Linked DNA regions of Hordeum vulgare: region 2 is linked to region 1. A link is a contact called in public Hi-C data. All regions are on one chromosome and are shown on one strand. The core of a region is the stretch at or near the end of the contact, and the rest is flanking DNA. Distances in the headings are between cores, read along the strand shown.

Region 1 (5,585 bases), core at 1,503-4,002:
TCTTGGGCGTCTGCTGAATGCTGACTAGGTTTGGTACAGAAAACCCTATAACTAGCAGTGTGGTCAAATCAGGGAAACAGAGCAAATAAGAGATTGTTTTGGCGCTGCCTACCGACCAGGCTCCGATACGATCCTCCCATATCTCCACCCAGGAGTTGGCCTATCCCTATCCCTATCCCTATCCCAATCCCAGTAGAGTCCAGTACATCCGGCGTCTCTGAATCCGTAGAGCACATGACACACCGCACTTGTATCCTTGTATTCTTGCTTGCAGGGAGGTCACTAAGGCTTGGGTGCAGGTGGTTCCACACAAGAGAAGAGAAGGGGGGCAGGATCAATGGATGGGTGGGGAGACGAGGGGACAGAAGCACGGTCTCGGGACCCCGTGCCATCGCTATAGCTATAGAATAGTCGCAATTATTGGTACGCTGCCTGCCAAACTCGTCATTTGTCGCCGCCCAACCATGGTTATCCTCCTCTCCCCTTCCGTAAACACACGAGCACGCAAGTGGACATGTCAGTAGGGCGGGGTGACAAACCGTGGCATTTGGCTGCCCTAGGCAACCCTAGGCAGGGGGAGGGTGGGTCGTATTCGTTTTCGTAGTAGATTCACCATTGGCGTGTGGTACGGCCCTTGGCATCTGATAGGCCAAGTTGGGAGAAAATGATGAACTGATTTGGAAGGAAAGGAAGGGACACACTCCAGGTGCAAAAGCTGAATCTAACATCAACTTGCATTCCTTCCGTTCCAGGTGAGCTTGCATCCTAGAATTATTACTACCAATTTAATGATTAGTACTGGAGAAGTAGTAAGAAACACTATACGAGTTACTCGTCCACTTGCATTTGCATGCTGGGGCCCAGTCAACTCTAGTCAACACTCCTCTATCTGGCCTCTATACTTGCAACTTCCAAGGCCACGCATGCAACTTTGACCCATGTCATCCACAAATACATAATCGGCAGGAGCATATAGATTAACGCACTCAACCAGCAAATGAGTTAAGCAAGCAAGAGAGCGTGGCAATTAGCAATTTGTTGGTAAGTAGTACTAGCTTATAGTATTACCGGAACTGCTTGGTGTGCGGGATGCGTTCCTTGAGCTTGCTCTTCTTGGTGGAGCCCCCCTCAATGGCGGCGACCTTGCCGACGTCGATGTCGTAGAGCATGGAGGTGTCGGCGGGCAGCTGGACGCGGCGCTTGCGCCACGCGGCCACGACCACGGCGGCGATCTGGGTCAGCGGGCTCCCGGCCAGCTTCTTGAACCGGTACCTGCGGGTGCCGGCGAGGAACACCACGAGCCCGGCGGCGATGGAGGCGGCGCAGGCGCCATAGCCCCAGGGCCGGCCCAGGTTGTCCTGGACGTAGACGAGCACGGTGACGGCCAGGAGAGAGCCGAGGCTGATGAAGAAGAAGAACCAGTTGAAGAAGCGCATCATCTGCGACTTCTCGGTGCTGTTGGACTCGTCGAACTGGTCGGAGCCGAAGCCGGAGACGCTAGACTTGAGCCCGCCGGTGCCCAGGGCCGTCAGGTACAGCGCAAGGTACAGTACGCCCAGCTGCCCACCCGACGCGCGGGTGCAAGTCCCTATACCGGCGCCCTCCGCCGTGCACGCCGGCGGCCGCAGTCCCGGCGCTGCCGTTGAGATCGTCAGGATCGTTACGCCCTGCAAGTTCCATGCTTCTCGATTACGATCTCAAGTTGCAAAACGTTACTCTCTCCCTAAACTAATATAAAAGCATTTAAAATATTATTTTAATAATTTATATATTTTGATAATAGTCTACAAAGGGTACTTAATTAAGATAAGGGAGACGGACACAAATAATTCTTTTTTTGCATTAATAAAAAAGAGAGGAAAATATATATTCAGATTTAATCTCATGCGATGCGAGTTACTGGTATCTTATCTCCGAATTGTTAATTTAAGAAGATGTATAAAGGAGATTGTAACTAGTCCTTATTGTCCACTGTGGCATATATGGAGGAGAGGACCCATAGTCCCATACGCCATGCGGCGATCTTGGAATGGAAGCATATACGCCCATGATGATTAAACAGTGTTGATTTGGTGGCCGTTCTTTTCACAGCAGTATCCTCTTCTCAGTTAATATTAATACGTGTGTTCCACTTGTTTTTTAAAAGAAAGAAAAAAAGCTAGTATTACAGATTGGTACGTAGTAGTATTTCTCTTCTTTGGAAAAGTATAGAGTAACTAAACTAACAACCTACCACCAAAAGAAGGGGATCTTCTAATCTAGTATAGGAAAAAAAAGGGCAAGCAGTTAAAAGTTGCACGGCGAGGGACGGCAAAGCAGGCAAGCAAAGTCAAACTCACGGATGCCTGGATGGCGGTGAATATGGCGATGGTGAGGTAGCGACCGAGGAAGGAGTCGGCGACGAAGCCGCCGAGGAGGCAGAGCATGAAGGAAGTGCCCATGAAGTTGGTGACGACGTTGGCCGCCTCGGCGTTGCCGACGTGCATCGTGGCCGTGAGATACGTGACCAGGTTGACCGCGATCCCCAGCGTGGTGAGCCTCTCGTTGAGCTCGGCCACGAGGATCATGGCGGCGGCGCCCCAGCGGCCGGTGGTGGAGCGGGCGGCGGGACGGCCGCGGTAGTCCCACGCGTCGCCGAGGACCTCGGCCTGCGCCGCCGCATTGGTCTGGGGGAGAAGGCCGACCATCCTTGCCGCCGTTGGCCGGTGGCCCGTGTATCTACGGGTGGGGGTGGGGGTGGGGGTGGGGGTGTGTGTGGCGAGTTGGAGGTGGCGGGCGCGCTATATATACCCGCGGCCGCGGCAACGCCGGGGGTATTCTCGGGAGAATCTCCTGCTTCGCCTTTTGGGGAAGAAGAAAGAGATAATTGTGAGGGGAGATTATATTAATCTAATCTATTAATTAGCAAGGGGCTCTGTGGAGGGTCATTATATGCAATATACTAACAGTCATCTAACATTATCTGCGGTGAGATAAGGGCGGTTACGGCTCCTAGATGGAAGGATAAGCAAAGGGCAATTGGTTTGGTTTGTTGGGGTACGTGGACGGTTGATATGGCTCGGTGGCGACCGGCCGCCGGTTTCTCCCCCACTGCACGACCCATGCCTATCGCCTATCGCCTATCGCCTATTTACACAGAGAATATAGTCAAATGATCATGGTATAACTTTTGCAACCGTAACTCATATTAAAATAATTTATATATGATTGACCAAAAAATGCTTAGCTTCCAACCACGGTATTAGTCGCTCGTGTTAACTAGTATAATTTTTTTAGGGCATAAACTTACTTAACCTAATTAATTGCTATGGAATATTAAAAGCTCTCTATCTCATTTAAATTGGCTACATATCTTAGACAAGATATGTTAGAAGGGCATGTTTTTACCCCATTTGAATTGGTTAGATATGTTAATTAAAAAACTATGTTATGATGGCCTCAATTGCATCCTTTTTCTGTAAACAAAGGAGTAGCGAAAAATATTTATGCTTTATGGGATTGGTAACTCATGATCGCAAAGGCCCCAACCAGCTGAACTTGCATGAGCTTCTCTTCTATCTTTCGTTAATAATCCATTTCTAAGACTTTCATAAGATAACCACAACAAAGGAGGCAGTAGATTTCAACCTCGACGTGTGTATCCCTACCGCTATGAGGTACAACCGTCCGGATGTTGTTGTATCACATTGATATACATTTTGGTGGACAAGTGAATATCTTTTATCATTGGGATGCAGGGGTATATGTGCTAGTTAAAAAAAAAACCTTGATATTGCCCAAGTGCGTTCAGTCCTCTTGTGTTTTTTGCCCTTCCGTCCCAATTACGTCGAGTCAAAGGCGTTTGACTGTTAGGGAGACCATTTTGCCTCCGTCACTGGTTCTTCTACCCCGCCTCGGCCACGTCCATATCCCCGTAGTTCATCATCGTTCCCGTCACCGGAGCACCCGCACCTTGCCTTTGTGCCTTGCACCCGCGTCGGAGCCCTGCGTCGCACGGCGCCGCCGAGGTCGTCGTCCAACTAGGTGGTCAGAGTGCCCGGGCCTCTTGCGATCGAATCTGTCGAAATCACTAAGACAAGGTGGATCTAGGGATGGGCCATGCGGATCCTAGGGTCATGGGGCGGCGAAGCGATGTAGGGGAGGTTGGGATTGATGCGAGGCATGGGTGCGCGACAGAGACTTTGGCTGGACCGGATCCAACCAGGTTGGAGGCCGGGGAGGGACTGGCGACCTACAGTAGGGTTCAAGGCGCCATGGACGGGATGGAGGTCGGGGAGGATCTGACGGAGGAATAAGGTAGGAAGGTGGCCGGGGTCGCCGACAGTCAAAAGCCTTTGACTCGACATAATTGAGACCGAAGGGTGAAAGCATAAGAGAAGCAAAGTGGTTTGGGCAGGAATGAACATTTTCGAAAACTATGGGTAAACCAACCGAGGGGGCATAACGAATTGCACATAATTAACTATTCCTTTATGAATACCTACTAATAGCATACACAACCATAGTTGGCTCATCTCGGCCCCTATACGTTCCTGGGCAATGCCGTAAAGGACCTCATATGTCGTTCACAACCAAGCTCCCATGTCTAGATACCTAAATCCATGTAGGTGTTAGGAAATATGCCCTAGAGGCAATAATAAATTAGTTATTAATATATTTCCTTGTTCATAATAATCGTTTATTATCCATGCTATAATTGTATTGATTGGAAACTCAAATACATGTGTGGATACATAGACAACACACTGTCCCTAGTGAGCCTCTAGTTGACTAATTCATTGATCAAAGATGGTCAAGGTTTCCTGGCCATAGGCAAGTGTTGTCCCTTGATAACGGGATCACATCATTAGGAGAATCATGTGATGGACAAGACCCAAATTATATATGTAGCATATTGATAGTGTCATTTTATTGCTATTGTTTTCTGCGTGTCAAGTATTTATTCCTATGACCATGAAATCATATAACTCACTGTCACCGGAGGAATACCTTGTGTGTATCAAACGTCACAACGTAACTGGGTGACTATAAAGGTACTCTACAGGTATCTCCGAAGGTGTCCGTTGAGTTAGTATAAATTAAGACTGGGATTTGTCACTCCGTGTGACGGAGAGATATCTCGGGGCCCACTCGGTAATACAACATCACATACAAGCCTTGCAAGCAATGTGACTAAGTGTAAGTCACATGATCTTGTATTACGGAATGATTAAAGAGACTTGCTGGTAACGAGATTGAAACAGGTATGCGGATACCGACGATCGAATCTCGGGCAAGTAACATACCGAAGGACAAAGGCAATGACATACGGGATTATATGAATCCTTGGCACTGAGGTTCAACCGATAAGATCTTCAGAGAATATGTAGGATCCAATATGGGCATCCAGGTCCCGCTACTGGATATTGACCGAGGAGTACCTCGAGGCATGTCTACATAGTTCTCGAACCCGCGGGGTCTGCACACTTAAGGTTCGATGATGTTTTAGTATAGTTGAGTTATATGTGTGGTTACCGAAAGTTGTTCGGAGACCCGGATGAGATCCAGGACATCACGAGGAGCTCCAGAATGGTCCAGAGGTAAAT
Region 2 (5,585 bases), core at 1,071-3,570, 540 kb after region 1:
GAGCTGCGCCAGATCAGAACCCGCAGAAGCCGACCCGTAAAAAAAAGTATATTCCGCGAATATGCTTTTTTACGGATCCATTATGCGGGGTCTGCGTCTGTGCCAGCCCGCGCCGGCCCGCAAAAGCGATTTTGCGTGAACTGCAAACACGTTTTGCGGGCCGACCGGATGCGGGGTCTGCTAGAGTTGCTCTAAGCTCCTTTTCAGAGAAAAAGAAAACTGGCAAAGCAAAACACTTGTGCCAAATCACAAATCTTTCGTGAGAAACTGCAACACGGCAAGTCATGTTGCTGCAGTCAGAGCTTGGACATATTCTAACTCAAAACCATTACACATTTGACTCCTTTACAACGGTGTCAATTCACTCATGCTATCCTATGCTTTGTCAGAGACAATCTTGGATGGAATTCTCTTATCGCGCAGTAATTAGCGCATATGCCTGCTTGTGTGGTAATGCTTCATCTGTGTCAAGATGAACCTCCTAATAAGGCGGATGCATTTATATGGCTCAACTTGTTTCACTTTTCTTCAAGTGGCTGAAACATGGGACAATGCACATGCACCAAAGAATAAAGAGATTCCATTTTGAGTTGTAGTTGTCCTGTTATTTGATGATGAAAATAAATATAATGTGACAGAAGACATGACAGTAAACACAAAAATAATTGTTGAAGCTCAGGATTAATTTTGTCTATTCACAAACATGTTTTAGATGGTTGATTTTAGAATGTCTATAGAACTATGTTGTAATTATTATTGCCAAAAGTGCTTTGGGCGCACGCTATTACTAGTTATTTTCAATGACAGAAGTGTGATCCAAATTCTCCATAGAATTAAAATTTCAATTATAGCCTGCAAGGATGTTGAGGTGCAGCAGATGCACAGAGCGTGCATGATCCCAATAATAGAGTGATTTAATGATGAGGATAAGTCAAACCCAAAGGGAGTTTATTGATTACTTTCCAAAGTAGTGGAACGTTGCAAATGCATGTTACTAGGTTCTCTTCTTCAAGGAATTGCAATACATACATGATGATGGGGATGGGGTCAAAGCATGAAAGGCTAGCCATTTTGCAACAACAAAAATAATTCTGAAATATAATGAAAATAAAATGTCTATGCTGAATAGAACAGCTGGAGAAAGATTGATCCACACAAAAAGAAACATTATGGCGAGTTCAATTATAAACAGAGTGCCCGCTTTATAGTGGAGCTAGAGTCTTGATGTAAAATGGTTGGTGAGAAGATATCGCCGATGGAATCTTATTCAAGAAAACTGTGATTGTTGGGTGGTCCGATGAAAAGGTCAATATGATGAAGCAGATAGACCCCAGCCATCTTAAGTCCAAGTTATATGGTGGTTGAACCTTAGAGCGTGGGGTAGTGTAAAGCATTTCCAGCAAGGCATATGCGAATGCATGGATTTCACAGAAATCCTTGGAGAATTACAATAATTTTTATGTGACTTCCCGACTGTCTACTATAATAAGTTTTGCATGGCTTCGGAGAGGAAGGGGTGATGACGACGGCGCGTCTTCGACTCGCTTCAATGCTTGTAGTCGTCGTTAGATGATCTACGGATTTTGATGTAATTTTTACTATTTCTGATGTTCGTTGTACTATTGAAAGTGAATGATCGAAAGTTTTCCAACAAGAAAAAGCCCCACCTTACAGAAAAAAGAGCCTGCCAAGTAAATGTCATGTTACCATTACAATATTTTCTATAAAGTTCATGTAAGCCCCGCACTCGGGGAATTATTTCAAACTGTTGGCATTCTAAACAGTATCATTGGCACAAGACAATTGAGCATATCAACTCCACACATCCTGTCAAATTGTCAATCCAGCATAAAAACATTGGCATCTACAACAAAAAAATTGTCATTTTCTCTAGAGTTGGCCTATGCTTTAGGATCATGCAGTGGAGCAGAGTAGGAAGAAATGTTGCTCCAGATTAGTAAGCAGCCAATCGGAGGTGCTCATCAAGGCGGACATATCACAACAGGGGCAAGCCAGAGCATACATACACATCAATCCATGCACACCACTTATCCAGATCCAACTAACCTTCCAAAGATCCCAGACAGCATGAGGCCTCATCCACTAATCCCCCATGACAACGATGATTAAATTCATTTCCACCTTATATTCAGGGCGGTTAACCAGTCATCGCTCCCGCCGATGTGTCCATACCACATTGGCTGGCAGGGGTGACGTGTCCGGCATGGCGCGCCACGTGGATCTCGGTCCAGCAGGGTGCTAACACGAGTGAGTGCTGTGGAGACCTTGAGGTTGGACCGAGCTCATGGCCAGCTGCTGAATGGCGGCTGGTTGCTAGTATGCGATGCGCACGCACACCAGCTGCCTCCTGTCCCGGGAGATCGGTTGGGAAATCTGGTGGGTGGTGATGCCAAAGCTGCATCTCACTTTCCCGCCATGTGAGAAGCATATGCACATGTTGATGTGCTGGACCAAATACAAGTCGTAGAGTCTCTTTCCTCTCTCTCACCTCTAAGATGGTGTACAGGAGTGCGTGTATAAGTGCTTGACTTTGTTCACAAGAGAACGTTTGCCGACTTTGCACCTGCTTTGTGTTCAGAAGAGAACATTTACAGACTTTGCCACGGCTTTGTAAACATGGTTGGTTTATTCAACTCTTCTTGCATGGTGACATGTCAGACAAATCATGTTACTTCTATTTTATTATTACTAGCAAAAGGGCCCGTGCGTTGCAACGGGAGAAAAAAATAACATACACTCTTAGTTTACAAAAAAGGTTTATAATTTGAGAATTTGTAGTTACGGCACAAACAAAGATGATTTTACCCTACAAAAGTGCAGTCAAAGATTCTACAGGTCTTTTATTTTAACACGGTTTGCAAGTAGATTTAATACATACGTACAAAAAAACGGGCAAGTGACCTTCAGTTTCATCTCCAATCCAATAATGATTTTTTATTAAGATTGCATCCTAGATAGTATTTTTATTAAATGTTTAACAGATAAAATAACATTGTCTTCAAATTCTACATACTTTTCTAATCAAATTGCATATATAACATGTTAAATTTGGAGATATTGTTTAGAAGATATGGGTATTTTAAAAAACATTTAATATGTACTGCGGGTTTAATGTCAAAAATATCAGGTGTTTTTTCTATAAAATAACATGATGGATTAATAATACCTATTTTTTTATTAATATGTATAGATTAAAGAAACATTTTGAGGGCCTTCCTTTTCTTCGAGCAACTATCTAGCCCAGCCCATGATCCCTCAATCGGTATGCACACGTCCACGTTCAGCAGCAGTTGAGCACAGCTTCGCCTTTGAGAACAAAGCTATGTAGGAGAACTAGAGGAGGGATGGAGCGGCCTTGTAGCGTGGAACAATTCTCATGGAGAGAGAGAGAGAGAGAGAGAGAGGAGCCCTTTGTGCATGATCATATGCAATTGAGGGCTGCCTCCTCACATATGTGCTATGGAGGAAACAGTCCATCCATTAATAGGAGCGCCGCCGGCCGTACCTAGCTGCGCCGCCCCGCGCACATGCCGCTACTGCATGGGTCCTAGTCTCGCTGCGATCTAACCGCTGGCGGAGAGATGACCATGCGTTGGCTGACTCTTGCGCTTAGTGCCTTGTCAGCGATGGTGAATGGATTAGATGTCCAGCCTTCATTGGAATATCGGTTCTCGCTTCTATCGAAGACTACATCAGAAGCGGAGGTCGACCGGGAAGCGAAGGATCTCGTCGTTGAGGTCGCTTCAGATCTGTTGCTTGAAGAGCGGATTGTCTCGCAAGATGATGTACGGAGGCCACCAAAATCCGACGTCCACACAACCCAGGAGTTCTGGAACGAGATCGGGTACCCAACACCTGCATCTCGGTTCTGGGAACGACGATCCATGACACCTTGCGACGAAGGTACGCCCTCTGTTTTCTCTTGCAGGAATGACAGTCCGTCACGGTCTCCGTCTTCACCGGCGGCAGCTGCGATCGAGGCTGCATCGTTTCCATCACAGCGATTGCGCTCACCATGGCTTGGCGAATTAAAGGTCCCAATGGTGCGTATGGGGTGGCGTGGTCGTCTAACCCGACCCCGGATCACACCACCTCCGTGCCTTGGGGATTTCTTCCCTCCGACTACGCGTCCAGTGGCGGTGGCACCAGACAAGGAAGAGAAGGGCGCAGCGGGCACATGCATCACGGCACCCGTCCTTCGGCGCATGCAGACCGGCGACGTTGTTCACGGCAAGGGGACTACATGGTTGGCGATCCGGTTTCCTTGCGAACAGGAGTTGATCGCGGGATTCAAACAACGTGCGGTCCCACAACAACTGCAGGCAGATCAACGGCCTGGATGCACTTGGGCCTTTGCCTAAGCGGGTTGTGGCGCCTGAAAGAATACTCTCGGACTCCTGCGGCGAGACAAACCCCAGGGCTCACGCCATCGCTTCCCCAATCTACGCAGACGTCCGTGAATCCTTCGCCGCTAACGAAACTTTCTGCACACGCAGGCCTGTGTCCTACGTTCGCTGAAGCGCTTCGATCTCGGCCTCCAATGGCAGCCACTCCGCAGCCAATGGGGCAGGGAACCAGCTGCAGTGTCGGTGAATACTCACAACATAAGCCATGGGTAGGCTAAAGATGGTAGGAACCGAAGTGACACCGGAGGGCGCTGGGGGCGAGGTTGGTACAAGCATGGAACGCACAATGTACCCAGATTCAGGGCTCTCCGTAGAGATAATACCCCTAGTCCTGCCGGAGTGTATGATGTATGAGGATGGGATTACAAGTTGCTCCTCGAGCTGTATCGGGGAAGAGGAAGAAGGAGCAACCGGCTCGACTCTGCCTCTTCTATGTGGTTGGTGTGTCTGATAAGTTGACCGACCCTCTGCATGGAGGGGGGCGGGGGGGTTTTATAGACAAACCCACCGGCCTATGATGACCCACAAGTATAGGGGATCAATCGTAGTATTTTCGGTAAGTAAGAGTGTCGAACCCAAGAAGGAGCAGAAGGATCTGACAAGTGGTTTTCAGCAAGGAAAAATCTACAAGCACTGAAATTGTCGGTAACAAGTGATTGTGTGGTGAGATGATTCGTAGCAAACAACAAGTAACAAAAGTAGCAACGGTGCAGCAAGGTGGCCTAATCCATTTTGTAGCAAGGGACAAGCCTGGAAAAAGTCTTATAGGAGGAAAAATGCTTCCGAGGACACACGGGAATTTCTGTCATGCTAGTTTTCATCATGTTCATATGATTCACGTTCGTTACTTTGATAGTTTGATATGTGGGTGGACCGGCGCTTGGGTACTGCCCTTACTTGGACAAGCATCCCACTTATGATTAACCCTCTCGCAAGCATCCCACTTATGATTAACCCTCTCGCAAGCATCCGCAACTACGAAATAAGAATTAAGACAAAGTCTAACCATAGCATTAAACTAGTGGATCCAAATCAGCCCCTTACGAAGTAACGCATAAACTAGGATTTAAGCTTCTGTCACTCTAGCAACCCATCATCTACTTACTACTTCCCAATGCCTTCCTCTAGGCCCAAATAATGGTGAAGTGTTATGTAGTC

What was found. Hi-C and Micro-C count contacts between places; a contact is called where the count stands out from the background.
Region 2: a Hi-C map of leaf shows a contact between it and region 1, with 6 times the contacts expected there. The contact joins the enhancer-like site here to the promoter of LOC123409719 in region 1. A contact is called at or near these places in 4 of 6 Hi-C or Micro-C datasets (leaf and seedling).

The regions. Positions count from the first base shown.
Region 1 is chr7H:383,907,067-383,912,651 of MorexV3_pseudomolecules_assembly, forward strand. LOC123409719 (protein NRT1/ PTR FAMILY 6.3-like) reads right to left here and starts at 2,753. Exons shown (of 3, transcript XM_045102580.1): 1 at 2,340-2,753; 2 at 1,069-1,667. The coding sequence starts at 2,687.
Region 2 is chr7H:384,443,456-384,449,040 of MorexV3_pseudomolecules_assembly, forward strand. No RefSeq gene overlaps it. Among protein-coding and RNA genes, the nearest start is that of LOC123411365, 6.1 kb to the left of the region's middle. Within about 2 kb of position 2,321, at least 2 of the 3 cell types and tissues checked have open chromatin away from gene starts, as enhancers often do. A contact at or near this core is called in leaf, where this site is marked.